Regions from separate parts of the Mus musculus genome. Here region 2 is linked to region 1. A link is a contact called in public Hi-C data. All regions are on one chromosome and are shown on one strand. Each heading gives the region's core, a stretch centred on a gene start, on an enhancer-like site or on the middle of the called end of the contact. The rest is flanking DNA. Distances are from core to core; before and after follow the strand shown.

Evidence for each region. Hi-C and Micro-C count contacts between places; a contact is called where the count stands out from the background.
Region 2: a contact with region 1 is called in a Hi-C map of liver, with 2.1 times the contacts expected there. The contact joins two enhancer-like sites. A contact is called at or near these places in 1 of 15 datasets of contacts at CTCF or cohesin (the NIH/3T3 cell line), 2 of 484 Hi-C or Micro-C datasets (liver and spermatogonial stem cells) and 1 of 115 datasets of contacts at active chromatin or transcription factors (astrocytes).

Annotation. Positions count from the first base shown.
Region 1 is chr2:65,218,253-65,222,062 of GRCm38.p6, reverse strand. All of the region lies in intron 1 of Cobll1 (Cobl-like 1), which reads left to right. Among named protein-coding and RNA genes, the nearest start is that of Gm13594, 13 kb to the left of the region's middle. Within about 2 kb of position 1,287, at least 32 of the 459 cell types and tissues checked have an H3K27ac peak or open chromatin away from gene starts, as enhancers often do. A contact at or near this core is called in liver, where this site is marked.
Region 2 is chr2:65,260,728-65,264,457 of GRCm38.p6, reverse strand. No RefSeq gene overlaps it. Among named protein-coding and RNA genes, the nearest start is that of Cobll1, 24 kb to the right of the region's middle. Within about 2 kb of position 2,032, at least 7 of the 459 cell types and tissues checked have an H3K27ac peak or open chromatin away from gene starts, as enhancers often do. A contact at or near this core is called in liver, where this site is marked.

The sequences.
Region 1 (3,810 bases), core at 38-2,537:
ATGGTTAGATGGGTCTCCTGGTTTTCTTCCTGTTGGCTGTGATAAAACACTCGGACCCAAAGCATCTTAGAGAGGAAATGGTATTTGGCTTATACTTCCAGGTCACAGTCCGTCCTTGAGGAAGTCAAGGCAGGAGCTCTAGAAGGGACTGAAGTCAGTGGAGGAATGCTGCTTACTGGCTCCCTTCCAGGTCTACCTTCTGCTAGCTTTGCTCTACAGATGGTGCTGTCATGGTGGGCTGGACCTTCTGACATCATCAGAGACAGTGCCCCACAGACATGTCCACAGACCAGGCTGACTGAGGCAAATTCAGGGAGATTTCACCTTTCCAGGTGACTCTTGGTTGTGTAGACTTATAGTGAAGGTAATGGCAGTGCATTCTTATATTAACTTGGATTTTAAAGGTGGTTTTATGTTTGTTTTAACAAAAATATGTGCCAGAAATTGAACCCAGGACCTTGTGCATGCTAGGTAACAACTGCCTACCACTGAGTTGTATGTAGTCCTAGACAGTTTTAAGTTGAAAGAAGCTCCCATATACCATATATATATATGTGTATATATATATATATATATATATATATACACACACACACACACACACATACATACATACACACATACACACACACACACACACACACATATATATATACACACACACACACATACATACACACACACACACACACACACACACACACACACACACACATATATAGTCTCCTTCAAAATTTCTTGACCCCATATCTGCTTTTCCATAGTAGATGGTATTGGTCTGTTCTGGTTACACCTAGGCATAAGCTTAGCACTTAAGAGATTTCAAAGAAATAGGATGCTTCTTATAAGCTGACAATAATCAGTGTGTTTTACAAGGTAATTTGCCAAATGGCAGAGACTTTGACAGCTGCAGAGTCAAACCAATATTTTTTTTAAAAAAATTTAAGTAATATAATTTCCCCAAATGATTATTTTTGGAGTTAGACTTCTACATTTAAAAGGTACAAATATAACTCTGGTTATACTGGGCATGGTCTCACACATACTTTTAATTCCAACACTTGGAAGACAGAGGCAGATAGATCTCTTTGAGTTATTATTATATAATGAGTTTTGGGTCAACTAGGGCTACCTAGTGAGAGCCTGTCCCAAGCCCAAAACCAAGCCAAGCCACCACCACCACCACCACCAAAACAACAAAAAAGACAGTGGTGTTGACTTGCCTGGATCTGGTCACAGGAGTGGCCAATGCCTGTTGGCATGTGAGCACTGTGACGTACTCTTCTGGGCTCAGCAGCAGCATCCAGCTGACATCCACTGCTTGTTCCAGAGTTATCTTGAGCTTTTACTGTGCAGAGTCACAAGACCAGGCAGTGGCAGGTCTGAAAGCCAAGCCTCAATGTTCTAGGAATCTATCTGTGTCTTAAGAATTGCTCTATGTTCAGCAAGGCCAGAGTGTAGCAGAAGCAACCTTAAAATGGGGCAAAACACTTTCTAAAATGTTTATTTTTCTTAAATAATTTTTCACTGTAAAATTAACACGCTTAATACAGAATATTGAAAGAATTCATGACTTTAAAAAACAGTTTTGCCCTGTGGAGATAATAATGCAAATAATTGGCATTTTAACATCTCCCTGATGCATTATGATCTTACAAATTTTCATATTTTATGCAACAAAACCCCAGTGGTCCAGTACTCTGGAGAAAGTTGGGTTAAGCAGTTTTCTTCTCTTACTGGGTCCTGGGGATACCGCAATGTGCATTGAGTAGGACCCTGGTGGACGTCCAGTCAGCAACATTTTACAAATTCATTTATCAGAGCACTGGTGTAAACCTTAAAGTCCACAATGTTTCCAAAGTAGCGCACGTAACATTGTAGGTAGAATGCATGCTTCTAGATTGTTTAGTGAGCATTGTATTTTCCGACTACATGTATTGCATTCATGTTTTCTCTAAGTTTATGCTCTAAGTTGTTAGTTAACATTCTTTTTGAAATGTCTGCCTAGCAAGTTCTGGGAGTAGCCTTATGTGGTTTGGTGTTAGGTTTAACCTTTCACCTTTTGAGCCTTTGAACTGTTCCCAGTGAAATCATTAACTGAAAGGTATGTAAGCTTTAGCATCCGGAGAGGACCAATTTCCAAGTCTGGTACTGAGAAGGAACCAACCGCACAGGTTTAATTCCACTGCTAGAAACTGAAAACTAGACAATTGCGCCTTTAGTGTTTGTCATTGGGGTTGTCATTGTCATTGGGGTGAGGTGCCAGATTCTTTGGGGAAAAAGAGGCAGTTAGCCATTGGGTGAACTTGAACTGAGGTCCGACTGCATGCAATTGCCACGGGTCATGGGTATCGCTTCTTCTGTGATGGTTTGCTAGCTTTAGAGATTTTTGAAAGCAGTTCCCTCCCACTGTGCAGTTCAGGCGGGCCTTGGACTTGCCTTTTGCGTACAGGGATTTCAGAGTTGTGCCACCAGCCCTGCTCAGATGTGTGCATTGTATCAGTACAGCTTAGCTCTGGGCTTCTCAGCAGTACTTTGTAGAATGTGAACACCTGACCCTGGGGTATAGGAGCGTGAAAGGGTTGGGACCGCTCAGGCTTTTTTAAAAGGCCAAGAAGCTGGGTCTCTGACTAGGAATGGAGTTGAAAGGGAGAGGGTTCGTTAGAAAAGATGTGGGTTCAGCTTTCTACTCTAATCAACATTTAACGTTTTAACAGTAACATGTATTAGTATTTGCTGAAAACCACCTTTATCAGATACTGGGCTGGGCATTAGCAGGAAGTCCATTGACAATATTACTATAAGACTTGGAAAATATATTCATAGAACAAGATCATGTTGGCCTAGGGGAAAAGGTGAGTCTGTCTTTTAATAATATTACACCTTTGGCTGGCAGATTACTTACAGGGTAGAGTTGCTTGTACTCAGGTATGACAACCTGAGTTCCATCCCTAGACCCCAAGGTGGTAGGAGAGAACCCACATGAGAGAGTTGTCTTCTGACCTTAAGTTGTGCTGTAGTGTGCACATGCCTGCGCTCACACACATACTGACATATATATATATATATATATATATATATATATATATATATACATACATACATACATATACATGTATATGTGTGTATATATATCTTTAAACAACCTCTGAGATCATGCAATACCTGGCTAATATAAGGAACATCCCAAGTATTCGAGATGCAGTTAATCAAATAGTTTTTAATTTTCCCATTGTGAATGTCATCGTGTATCTGGTCTGTAAGGTCTCTGGGCCTTCTGAGACAGTACACAGGAAGGTCCACTGTGTGAATGTATGTATTCTCTTCCTCGCTGGTCAGAATTTTCCAGCTTGGTCTTCAGTGGACTCTGGGAGAGGCGGTATGAAACCTGCCTTTCTTGGCCAGAACTTTTAAAGGCAAGTGTGGAGAAAGCTGTCCTTACCAAGGAGCACGGACTGCAAGGGCTACTAAGGTGCCAAAGGGAAAATTCCTGCAGGGAAGATTTCGTAACCCAGGAGGAGTGAGGATCATTGCCATGGCAGCAAAGGGCAGTTAACTTTGGCACTTAATTCTCCTTGCCAGGCGGGCTGGCTCAGCAGACACGGGCCAAGCTGCCAGTTGGCCAGGCGGCCATGGAGGTTGTTCTTCATCTGAAGACACTTGGGCAAGGCATCTTTAGTGCCTTAAACCTGGGACTGATGTTTGTAGAGCGACAAGACACACAGTAAGCAGTTGACGGAGCGATGCATAGAGAGAAGACTTAAGGAGAGTAATAACTCCTTGGGGACACCTTCATGTAACATGTCTATA
Region 2 (3,730 bases), core at 783-3,282, 42 kb before region 1:
CTGGCACACTATTTCCCCTGTTTGTAATCTGACTTTTGAAGAGGAAAGAAGATAGTCCACATACCAAAGATCCCCTGACAGTTTTCCTTCCACTTTCCGTCCTCTTTCTCTCTGGCAAGCACTTGGATTTGGCTATGGCCTCTGGAGATCTCACTTGGCCTGTTGCCTTAGCCTTAAGGTATAGTTTTCTACTCATTGGGGAAAAACTCTGTGATCTAGGGAAGTCAGGCATGTACTCAAAATGCAAGCTGCATCTTTCCTGGGACCTGCAAATGAGGAAGCATGAAGGTGCATCTTATGCCAAATACAGGATTTCTGTAACAGCTGTTTCAGTTTCCAGCACCTGGGAACACACACTCTTTTTTAAAAGCAAGGTAAAAAGCACGCACATGCGCGCACATGTATGTGTGTGCGTGTGCCTATGTGTGTGAGTGTGTGTGAAGGCACAGTTCTTTCTTGTTCTCTAAACTCCTAAGGGAGGATAGTTGTGTAATGGAGAACTGCCTGGGTGAAGATACAGCAATGCCTCAAATAGTTCCACTGTGGGTATCCAAAAAATCACACCCAGGAGTTCAAGAAACAGACCCAAAATGCCAGAGACAGGAAAGTATAAAGGGGGCTTCTTCCTGCTTCCCTTTGACCTATAGAGCACACAGCACACAGGTATAGATATATGACAGCTGGAACTTTAATAGACTACCCCAGGAACCAGGGAGGACTGACTTCCAGTAACAGAATCCCATGTGACTCAAGATACAGTGACTCAGTAAAGTTGCTATCAAAGTGGATTTTTCTATTTTTTCTTTTTTCTCTCTTCTTTTCTTTCATTCTTCCTTCCTTCCTTTCTTTTTCTTTTTTCTTTTCCTTTCTTTTTCATTTCTTTTTTTTTCTTTTTTTTTTTTTGTGGGGCGTGAGAGGTAGCTTGGTTAATGCCTTTCTGGGGACCTGGATGGATCAATCATTTCACTCCCAGTGTGGATGGACACTTTCATGATGTGTTTTGCAAAAATGATTTAGTATAAATTTCTATATGGTATGCCCTACCACGGCAATAACAAATACATGTTAAATACTGGCTTTAGTTATTTTTTGAATGCAAAAATTAATAGTTTAGGGTTTGATTTGGGGTATATTTTGTTGTTGTTATTATTGTTGTTGCTGCTGCTGCTGTTTGATAAGACAGGTGTACTCTGTAGCCCAGGCTGTCCTTGAAGTCCTTACATAGTACAGGCTAACCATAAACTTATGAGTCTTTTGACATAAACTCTGAATGCAGGGATTGTGAGCATGTGCCACCACACCTGATCCCAATAATAAATAAGGTTTACGATTCAAGAGAATTAGTAAGAATAAGAAAAGAATCAGCAAAAATGTATACATAACAAGAAAGAGAAATGAAGGCATTATAGTTAAGCTTGTGGTGAGATGGGCATGTGGAGCATGCATTAGATTCTTGCACTCAGGGGGCAGAGGCAGCTGGAGCTTTGTGAGTTCAAGGTCAGCCAGGTCTACACAGTGAGTTCTAGGACAGTGAAGGCAAAGTAGAGAGACCTTTTCTTAAAACAAACAAAACAAAACAAAACAAAACAAAACAGAACAACCAAACCAAACCAAACCAAAAAAAAAAAACCCCAAAAAACAAACAAACAAACAAACAAACAAAAAAAAAACAGAGAAGAACAAAACCCAAAACAAACAATGGCTTGAAAGAGCACCAGCTCAGGACAGAGAGATACACGCCGATCTAGGACAAACAGTGAGATCCTCTCTCAACTTCTTTTTCTTCTTCTTTTTGGCACTGGGAGAAGGAAGAAAATACTAATGAACACAGATTTCAATGTGAACTTTCAATTACTTAAACATTCAAGAGACATCTTACCATAGAAGAAAAAACAAAGTCAGAATAAAACTAGTGTAGGTTCAATAGTTATTAGAAACAAATGCCAAACCAGCCAGACGGTGGCGAATGCTTCTCATTCTAGCACTTGAGGGGTGGAGGCAGGAGGATTGTGAAACTGAGGTCAGCCTGGGCCACTTCGGAAGACCTTGTATTTACTTGTTTATTTTTAAAGTAAAACCAAACAGATACTAGGTGAAGCCATGAAAGTGAATGAGCTTCCTCAAATACCAAAATATCCAGGTTAATCCCATGCTGGGGAAAAAAATATTAACTCAGCAAATACAGTTCGTTCACTTAGAAGTAATTCTCTAACAACTGCCTATCAAACGCACCATGGAAGCACTATAAATAAAACCTGGCTGGATAAAGAGTATAACAAATAATAATTATTATCATCACTATTTACAGTGCTGAGGGCGGAGCCAGGACTCTCTAGCACACCAGCCAAGTCCCGTGCCAGAGAGATTTAGGCTTTTCCTTATTAGTAACGAAACATGTCATTATCTGCCAAAGGCTCATCAGCACCAGGAACATAGGTTTGTTTTCACCGTCGTGGTCACAGGAGGATTTGTTGGGTGTTTGGTTCTCAGCTCTGGTATTCCTAAGGTCCTATACTCTGCTCTGGAAGGTCATGCCCCTGAGAGAATTAACTGGACATATATAAGAAAATGGAAGGTGTAGATATCGGTACATTGAGTTGAAATGACCCAGGTCCTTTGATTGGTCCCAAAACTGAGACAAAGGCTCAAATTGTGAAATGCATTCGAGTGGCAGAAGCCTGGGTATGGGCAAGAATGATTAGAACAGCAGGCTCGCTTACAATGATGGAGGGAGGACCTGAGAATCCTTCCTGGCTTCATACAGAGAAACACCGAGGACTATAGCAGAATGAGCCTGCGCAGAAACACTGACAACTACAGCACAACGAGCCTGCGCAGAAGGTGCCACTCACCCTAGCAAGCCAAGGGCCAGTTCCCATCTAATTTCCTTACAAAACACATGTGTTTTACTCTGGCTAGAGGAAGATGGTGTAGCCTATGATGTCTTTGTGACTGTACTCCGGCCTCGTGGCTCAGGGAAGCGGGGAGTACAGGTTCAGGTTGATTCATAAAAGTCAAAGAAGAAAAGGCAGATTTTTGCGGTGGTGGTGGGAGAGGACAATGCATACCAATTATATAACGTGGCTTAAGATGCAGTCCATTCTATGAAGCACAGTGTCTATATAAAAGTGTCTGTTTGGACAGGCTTGGCATGTTACACACCATGCACGGACTACTAAAGCAGAAGGATGCCATTGCCCAGGATTAGGATATCCAACAGCAGAAACATCTGTGCACTTGTAGATATATTTACGTTTCAGAGAGGCATCTGTTTTTACAGTGTGCTCGACTTCTGGCTCTCTTGACAACAGTGACGTTAAGAGACAACAGAGAATTGTTACTGTGAGTTGAAAAGGTTTGATTATGCTTAGGCCAAGGAGTGGCGTTGTTAGGAGGTGTGGCCTTGTTGAAGTGGGTGTGGCCTTGTTGGAGGAAGTGCACTGTCGGCCTGGGCTTTAAGACCCACATCCTAGCTGCCTTGGAAGCCAGTTTTCTACTAGCAGCCTACAGATGAAGATGTAGAACTCTCAGTTCCTCCTGCACCATGCCTGCCTGGATGCTGCCATGCTCCCGCCTTGATGATAATGAACTGAACCTCTGAACCTGTAAGCCAGCCCCAATTAAATGTTGTCCTTATAAGAATTGCCTTGGTCATGGTGTCTCTTCACAGCAGTAAAACCCTAAGACAGAAATGGTCATGTTCTTTGTCATTTTGAAACACGTGTTGACT